Regions from separate parts of the Mus musculus genome. Here region 1 is linked to region 2. A link is a contact called in public HiChIP or PLAC-seq data. All regions are on one chromosome and are shown on one strand. Each heading gives the region's core, a stretch centred on a gene start, on an enhancer-like site or on the middle of the called end of the contact. The rest is flanking DNA. Distances are from core to core; before and after follow the strand shown. Region 1 holds the start of Ruvbl2 (RuvB-like protein 2). Region 2 overlaps Aldh16a1 (aldehyde dehydrogenase 16 family, member A1).

Region 1 (3,610 bases), core at 907-3,406, 290 kb before region 2:
GTGTATGGTCCCACCAGATAGTAGTTGTCACCCCATTCATCCCCTGTCACCTTCGCCTTCGTCTGCAGCACAGTGTAGATGCCACCCACTGTGGGCCAAAGTGCAAAAGGACAGACAACCCCACCATTGGTCCATAGCTTTGAGACCTGGCAGGTAATGGGATGTATGTGGGTAGTATTGGGGTAGAAAATGGGCAGGAACCTATAATTGGGAATCAGGGGAGGTTGGGACTGGAGGGTAGGGGTCGTGGAAAAGCAAACCTGAGGATAGCCCTCTTGAGTTTATGGAGAGAGGGGACTGAAATCAGGATGCTGAGGGAGGAGCAGGCTCCAGTTAGACTCCTGGTCATGACACAGGAAGCACTCTTTAGTCTCCTAATTCTTAGAGAATTAGGAGCAGGAAGGCTCTAAAGCTCTTGACTTTCAGATGCAGTGGGAAAAATGGTACATGGCCCTATCCAGCTACCCAGTTACCTGAGGGAAGCTTGACTTATTATTCCACACCTTCAGGGCCCCTAACGATGCTAGCCCTGGGCTGGGACACAGGGACTGCTGGGCCCTGCTCCTCCTGTGACCCCACCTCAGATTTAGGAATCTGGGTCCTCAGCCTTCTCACCTGAAACTGGTACCCTGGTAGTACACAGCATTGAGTCTGCCATCTCCCAACATGCTGAGAGACCTAGTCTCTTTCTCCCCAGGATCCAGAAAAGGAAATGTTCAGATCCACAAGGCCCAGCTGCTGGGATTCCCAGCCCAGCCTTCTCATGAGCGAGAAGCTAGTGATCTCCCATACATACTGTGGGTGGGTTCCTCCCATCCTAGGGCCCAGCTCCTGACCAACTTAGGACTTCCAGCTTTCCCAGTCCACAGGGAGGGAGGCACCTCACTACATAGGAAGCCAGGACTTAGGCCCTGGGCTCCTTCAAACTCGACATTCAAGTTCCCAACTCTTTCCCACCTTGTATCTAAGAATTTGAGTCTCCAAGCCCCTCTTGGCTTTACACTGGTTCAGGTCCGCTATGCCCCCTGAAAAATCCATGAATCCCAACCTTTAGGAACACCCCAACTCCACAGTCACGTCCTCTGGACCACAGACCCAAAAGCTCCAGTGTTCCTTGGGCTTAGATGCACTAACTCCTTCCACTTTTAGATCTCAGGTCTCTCGGCCCTCGAAAACCTCCCTTCAAGACCCAGGAATCTTTCTCTGAGTGCCCTCTTCCCTAGATTGCAGAACCTGAAGCCTCCTTCCATCTTAAGAGTAGTCTCTTGTCCCTTCCCCCCAGGGCCTAGGACGCCTACTCCAGCCCCTTCACAAGGACACAGAAGTCACAGGCGCTTTTCCCAGGACCCAAGACTCCTCCACGTAACTCTTTTCCCGTCTGAAACGGAGTTTCGGGGCCCCATCCTCGCCTGCCCTTCTTGGTCAAGGGACCAACGCTGACGTTCTCACCCTTGTTGGCCACCTCCCAGGCCACCTCGAAAAGCACTGCGTTCTCGGGGTCGAATTCATCCTCCCAGTCTTCCAATCCTGGAAGCGAGGACACAGAGAGACTGCGGCTGAGAGGCATGGCTACTGCGGGCAGGGGACTTCGAGCACCAAAACTGGAAACCAGAGAGATCGGCTGGGAACGCAGCAGACTTGGTGACCGGTAGAGTTAGCGGGTGTCCCAGGGGAAGCTTGCAAGGCGCTCCGCTTCCTATTGCACGACCGCACCCCCGCCCCAGAGCGCTCCGACTCAGGTAGGGTGAGCTGAGACACTGAATCGGGCGGGCAGCTGCAGTGAAGCCTCGTGGCCGCCAGGAGGCACTGCCCACCCTGCTGGTCTAGCACGATTGGTCGGCGGCTGGGGGGCGGGGGCTATTGCGTCTACTTATTGGCGGATAGAATCCAGTTTCCTTGGCCAGAGGCTCCTGGGGAGCTGCGGGGGCGGGGCTTGTTTCTACGCAGCATGGAAGTGATTGGTGAACAGAGCTGTCAATCTCAGCTGTAGGCCCAATTTGGTGAGGAAGGTTGGACAGAGAGGGAAGGGATCGTGGAGGACGTGTGGTTGCTACAAAATGTGCTCAGAATTTTGCAATCGGACTTAGCAGTTGCAGGGCGGGGGGGAAGGAGGGGGGAGGAGGCTAGGTAAGAGGAGGAGGAGCAAGAGACGTCAGGAACCCACCCGGGATTCAGAACACCGGCTTTCCAATTTAGCCTCGCGGGCTGGGCGCGGCCTAGTGTACGCCCCCTACAGGAATTTTATATATCTTATGGGCCATAGAGATGACTGGATGACCGGGAGCCTAGAGAGGATAAAGACCGCGCTCCTAGCCGATTTCCGTTTCCGCTGAGGCATTGGCGGTTGGTGTGCATCATGGCAACCGTGGTAAGTGTTGGGTGCATGTGGAGGACCGACAATGACCCTTCTTAGAGAGTCTGAAGGAGGGAGCTGGAGAGGACTCTTGTATCTGAGGGAGGAGTGATAAGGAAGATGCCTGGTTTGACGGAGGAGGTCTGGGGAGTACTCCCGAGTCAGAGGGAGGATGCTGAGGACACCGAGTCTGAGCAATGGATACAGAGGAGAATGCATGTGTCTAAAGGAAGAGAGCAGAGGAGAATGCATGAATCTGACGGAAGGGGGCTGAGGAAGTCGCCAAGGAGGGCTTGGGAGGACACATGGATCTGTGGGAAGTGTTGGGAGGAGAGGATACCAGGGTCTGAGGGAAGCAGGCTGGTGTGTGCACCTTTGTGTTTGAGGTAGGCAGGCTAGAGCCTGAATCCCTAGATCGGAGGGACGATCACAGTGGATGAGGCCTGGTTTGGAGGAGGAGGAGGGCTAGGGAGGGTGCCTGGGCCTAATAGAAGAGGGCTGGACCTGGACTCCTGGATGTGGAGGAAGTGTATTGACCACTGAGGAAGGAGCTTCATTGTGGCTTTAGAAGCTAGTAGAGAAGGCAACAATGTATTCAGAATCCTAGATGTCAGGCATGGTAGTGAAAGCCTGCACTTGGGAGGCAGAGGCAGGTGGATCTCTGTGAGTCTGAGGATAGCCTGGTCTACAGAGCCAGTTCCAGGACAGCCAAGGGTTACACAGAGAAACAACAACAGAAAGAATCCTGGGTCTGATGGAAGAGTCATGTAGACACTCAGATTTCTCTGTGAATGAGTGACTAGCCAGAGCCTGGAGTGACAGAGTCGTGGTTCATCCCACAATGCGTTCTGGAAACTTCGTCTGCCTCTTGATGTAGTCAGTGACCAGTTCCAAAGTCTCATCCCAGTGTCCTGCGAGGTCTGAGACTGGTACCCTGGTCTTCTGGGGAAGATTAGTAAGTGGGAAGTTGTGTTGTGTGCTTGAGAGCACAGGTCACAGGAAAGTGTGTCCGAAGCCAGGAGTGTGACAGTGAGGAAGAGAAATAGAGTCTGGGTTCAGAGCATGGGGTCTTGTCCAGAGACTGTATTTTTCAGAACCTCACCTAGGGCACGTGTCTGTGCCATCGCACAGTTAGTTGAATGTTACAGTGAGCGAATAAAGCCCAGGAAGTGAGACCGGGCATATTGGGCCTGGCACTAGCTCCTCAGACTTCCCAGTGAAGAAATCTTGTGGCCTTGTGGTGTCCTTGATTCTGGG
Region 2 (3,635 bases), core at 1,099-3,598:
AGGTATTGCTGAGCATCAAGGCTCGTGCCTTTAATCCCAGCAGTAAGGAGCTGTCCTTGCAGAGGATGGGTTTATCCCAGGATCCAGGCCAGAGGCCGTACAACCTCCCGTATCCCTAGCTCCAGGGGGATCTCACGCTCCCTTCAGTCACTCACAAGTGCACATAACTGTGCCCCAACTCATAAACAACTAGAAAATAAATCAAGCCTTTAGTCCCAGTACTTGAAAGGCAGGTAGATCTATGTGAATTCGAGGCCAGCCTGGTCTAGAGTGACTCCCAGGACAGCCAGGGCTGCCCAGAGTCTTCAAAAACTAAAACTCAATCAAGCTGGGCATTGGTGGCGTCTGTGTTCAATCCCTGCACTCAGGAGAGAGGCAAGCAGATCTCTGAGTACAAGGCCAGCCTGGGCTACTGGGCTACATAGGGAGCCCCTGTCTCAAAACAAACCAGACACAAACAAGTATTGGGATATGATTCAGTGATAGAGCACTTGCCTATCCTAGCTTGGTTGGAGCTGCCTACAATACCTCAAAACAAAGTCTCAGCTACTCCACAGACTGAGGCAAGAGCAGATTCCAGGCCCAGAGGTCCAGAGAGGTTAAGTAACTCACGCTGACCCATAAAGCTATGGAGTGGCCATTGGGCTCCAGAGTTTCAGGCCCTGAACCATCATCCCCTGGTTACACATTATGGAGCTACTCTGGAGCTAGGTACATGTTAAATGTGGGAGAATGGGGCAGGCAAAAGTTCCTCTGGGAACTTGTCCTTGATGTGTCTGTCATCTGTGCCTGTAGGTAACAGGATTGAGAGGCCCTGTGCTCCGGCTTCGAGAACCATTGGGAGTGCTGGCCGTGGTGTGCCCGGATGAGTGGCCCCTGCTGGCTTTTGTGTCACTACTGGCCCCTGCACTGGCCCATGGCAATGCCGTGGTCTTAGTACCCAGTGGGGCATGTCCTCTGCTGGCCTTGGAGGTCTGCCAGGTAAAATTACCTGTTTCCCCTCCTGCCTGCTGCTCCTGGGTCTTCAGGAGCTCAGCTGGCCTCCTCCCTCCTGGGTAGCTATGATAACGAGTCTCAGCATCCCCTCTAAGTCCTATTCCTTGCATGAGCCCCTACAGCCACTGCCAGATGCCCACTCTCCAGCCTGCCCCATTGATGTTCAACCCTGGGTGTTCCACTCTCTCATCCTAGGATATAGCTCCTCTGTTTCCTGCTGGCCTGGTGAGTGTAGTGACAGGGGATCGCGACCACCTGACCCGCTGTCTGGCCTTACATCAGGATGTCCAAGCCCTGTGGTACTTCGGCTCGGCCCAGGTACTTCAGGGTACTTAACCTTCAACAACAGACTTCTGTGCTAGGAGCTTAGGGGATTCTGTGCTCATCCCCTAAGGATCTCTGTTGCTAAGAGGAAGAAATGTCTTGGCAACAGCTGCTGAGGTCCTACCCTGGTACAAGCTCAGTCACAAAGGAAGAGGGTCTTCTATTGGTGGGGAGGGGTCTAGGAGACAGTGTTTTGAGACAGGGTTTCTCTGTGTAGCTCTGGCTGTTCTAGAACTCATTATATAAACCAGGCTGGCCTTGAACTCACAGAGATTTGCTGGCCTCTGCCTCGCAAGTGCTGAGATTAAAGGTGTACAACACTGCTGCTCAAAGGAAGGCAGTCTTCTTCACAAGGGCCCAAAGCCTCCCTTGCCCAAAGACATGGTTTTCGGAAGACCTATTGCTAGGGTATGCACCCTAGCAACATTCCAAGGCTCTACCCTCCTGAGCCACTGTGCTGGATGGGAAGTCCCTGTTGGCAAGAGCCTTGAACTGGGCAAGATGAGGATTCCCTAGATCTACTTCCTCTACATCTAAAAGGAATGTTGGCCAGGATCTAAATGTCCAGCCTTGTCAGGTCTCTAGGGCTTTTACAGGTGTCCGTTGCTAAGGAAGCAGCTGTTTGGCAACTAAACCACTGGCAGTACTAATCACATATCTCTCCGTCCCAGGGCTCCCAGTTTGTGGAATGGGCCTCTGCAGGAAACCTCAAGTCTGTGTGGGTAAACAGGGGCTTCCCAAGGGCCTGGGATGTGGAGGTCCAGGGGGCAGGACAGGAGCTGAGTCTTCACGCAGCACGAACAAAGGCCCTGTGGCTGCCAATGGGGGACTGATGCCGAAGCCACCCACTCCATCTTTGATGCTCAGGAGCACCAAGTGCTTGGAACGTTTCTCTCAGATTTCCCATGGCTTCTAATAAACTGAGTGACTTTAACTGTGCATTTGAGGATGTGGGAACAGTGGCTTCTTCATGTGTGGCCCAGTAGGCAACCCTGGGAGAATACTGTGTTTATGGGATGCATAAAGGGAACTCAGCCCCATCCAGCACTCTTGAGTCAGGAGGCAGAAGAGGGAAGTCCCTGGAAGGCTCTGTCCCCTTTGTAATTGATTCCAGCACTGATGCCTTCCTGTAAGTCCCCTTTCTGAACAAGAAGGTCAGTATCCTAGCACAGCCCTAGTGTGCCAGCCCCAAGCCAGGGGCCACCACTGCTGCCAGGTGCTGAGGGCACAGCTTCGAGGCAAGCCTGGCTTCCTGGAGCTGAAACTCACCAGGTGCTTGCCATCACAGAAGATCTCCATGGGTTTAGCTTTTAGTTTGGTTTTAGGTTTGTGGTTTTGCTTTTTTCCCCCTTCTTTGGTCTTTTTCAGCAAGGTCTTAGGGCACAGCTAATCGCACATCCACTCCTCATGTCTCACCCATGAACCTCCAGGCCTGACGCACTGCTGGCTTGACAATAGAAGCATGGGGGGGAGGTTGTTTTGTTTTTTAGATTTATTTATTTATTTATTTTACAATTGTGAGCCCAATGTCTTTAGACACACCAGAAGAGGGCATCAGATCCTATTGTAGATGGTTGTGAGCCACCATGTAGTTTCTGGGAATTGAACTCAGGACCTCTGGAAGAGCAGTCAGTGCCCCTCGTTTTTGGTTTTTAAAGCAGGATCTCACTGTGTACTCTTGTAGGACTTGTTTGCTTTAAGCCAGGCAGTGATGTTTTAAGCCATTCCTTTAATCCCAGCATTCAGGAGGCAGAGGCAGGTGGATGTCTGAGTTTGAGGCCAGCCTGGTCTATAGAGCAAGTTCCAGGACAGCCAGGTACACAGAGAAACCCTGTCTAAAAAAAAAAAAATAATAATAAGTTTCACGGGAGTTTTGGTTTTTGTTTTGGGGTTTTTGGTGTGTATGTATGTGGCATGCACAAAAGTCAGAAAACGACTTCTGGGATCAGTTTTCTCCTTCACCATGTCAGTTCATGGGATCAACTCAGATGTTTATGCTTGGTAGTCATAACCTATTTTATTAGCTCAGCCATCTCACCCCTGATCTGGAATTCTTGTGATCCACCTGGGATTATATATGTATGGACACGTCCACCCTGTGCTCTTCCTTAGTCTCTGCCAAATCCTGTTTACCATGTGAGGTCATAAAACAAGCCAGAGTGTCTGTTCACCCAGGCTGAGCATGAAGGCCCCAGGCAAGAGAAGTCGAGAAGAGCCGTCAGAATGGCCTAGACTTTAGCAGTAACCCTGATCTGTACTGGTTGACTCACTGCACATTGTCAAGGCCTCCCTCCTTCCCTCTCTCTCTCTCTCTT

Evidence for each region. HiChIP or PLAC-seq counts read pairs in DNA pulled down with a chosen protein or histone mark.
Region 1: an H3K4me3 HiChIP or PLAC-seq map of bone marrow-derived macrophages shows a contact between it and region 2, with 2.7 times the contacts expected there. The contact joins the promoter of Ruvbl2 here to the enhancer-like site in region 2. A contact is called at or near these places in 18 of 39 promoter capture datasets (the 3T3-L1 cell line, 3T3-L1-derived adipocytes, the C10 cell line and 13 more), 2 of 15 datasets of contacts at CTCF or cohesin (embryonic stem cells and large pre-B cells), 6 of 484 Hi-C or Micro-C datasets (B cells, embryonic stem cells and reprogramming fibroblasts), 21 of 115 datasets of contacts at active chromatin or transcription factors (the 230-238 cell line, the SCID.adh cell line, acute myeloid leukemia and 13 more) and 4 of 9 other capture datasets (adipose tissue, liver, macrophages and 1 more).

What each region holds. Positions count from the first base shown.
Region 1 is chr7:45,433,010-45,436,619 of GRCm38.p6, reverse strand. It overlaps Ruvbl2 (RuvB-like protein 2), which reads left to right and starts at 2,156. Exons shown (of 15, transcript NM_011304.3): 1 at 2,156-2,368. The coding sequence starts at 2,357. Gys1 (glycogen synthase 1, muscle) reads right to left here and starts at 1,781. Exons shown (of 16, transcript NM_030678.3): 1 at 1,450-1,781; 2 at 1-88. The coding sequence starts at 1,567.
Region 2 is chr7:45,140,459-45,144,093 of GRCm38.p6, reverse strand. Aldh16a1 (aldehyde dehydrogenase 16 family, member A1) reads left to right here. Exons shown (of 17, transcript NM_145954.2): 15 at 796-981; 16 at 1,192-1,314; 17 at 1,992-2,261. The coding sequence ends at 2,153. Among named protein-coding and RNA genes, the nearest start is that of Flt3l, 5.8 kb to the right of the region's middle. Within about 2 kb of position 2,348, at least 27 of the 459 cell types and tissues checked have an H3K27ac peak or open chromatin away from gene starts, as enhancers often do. A contact at or near this core is called in the SCID.adh cell line, bone marrow-derived macrophages and trophoblast stem cells, where this site is marked.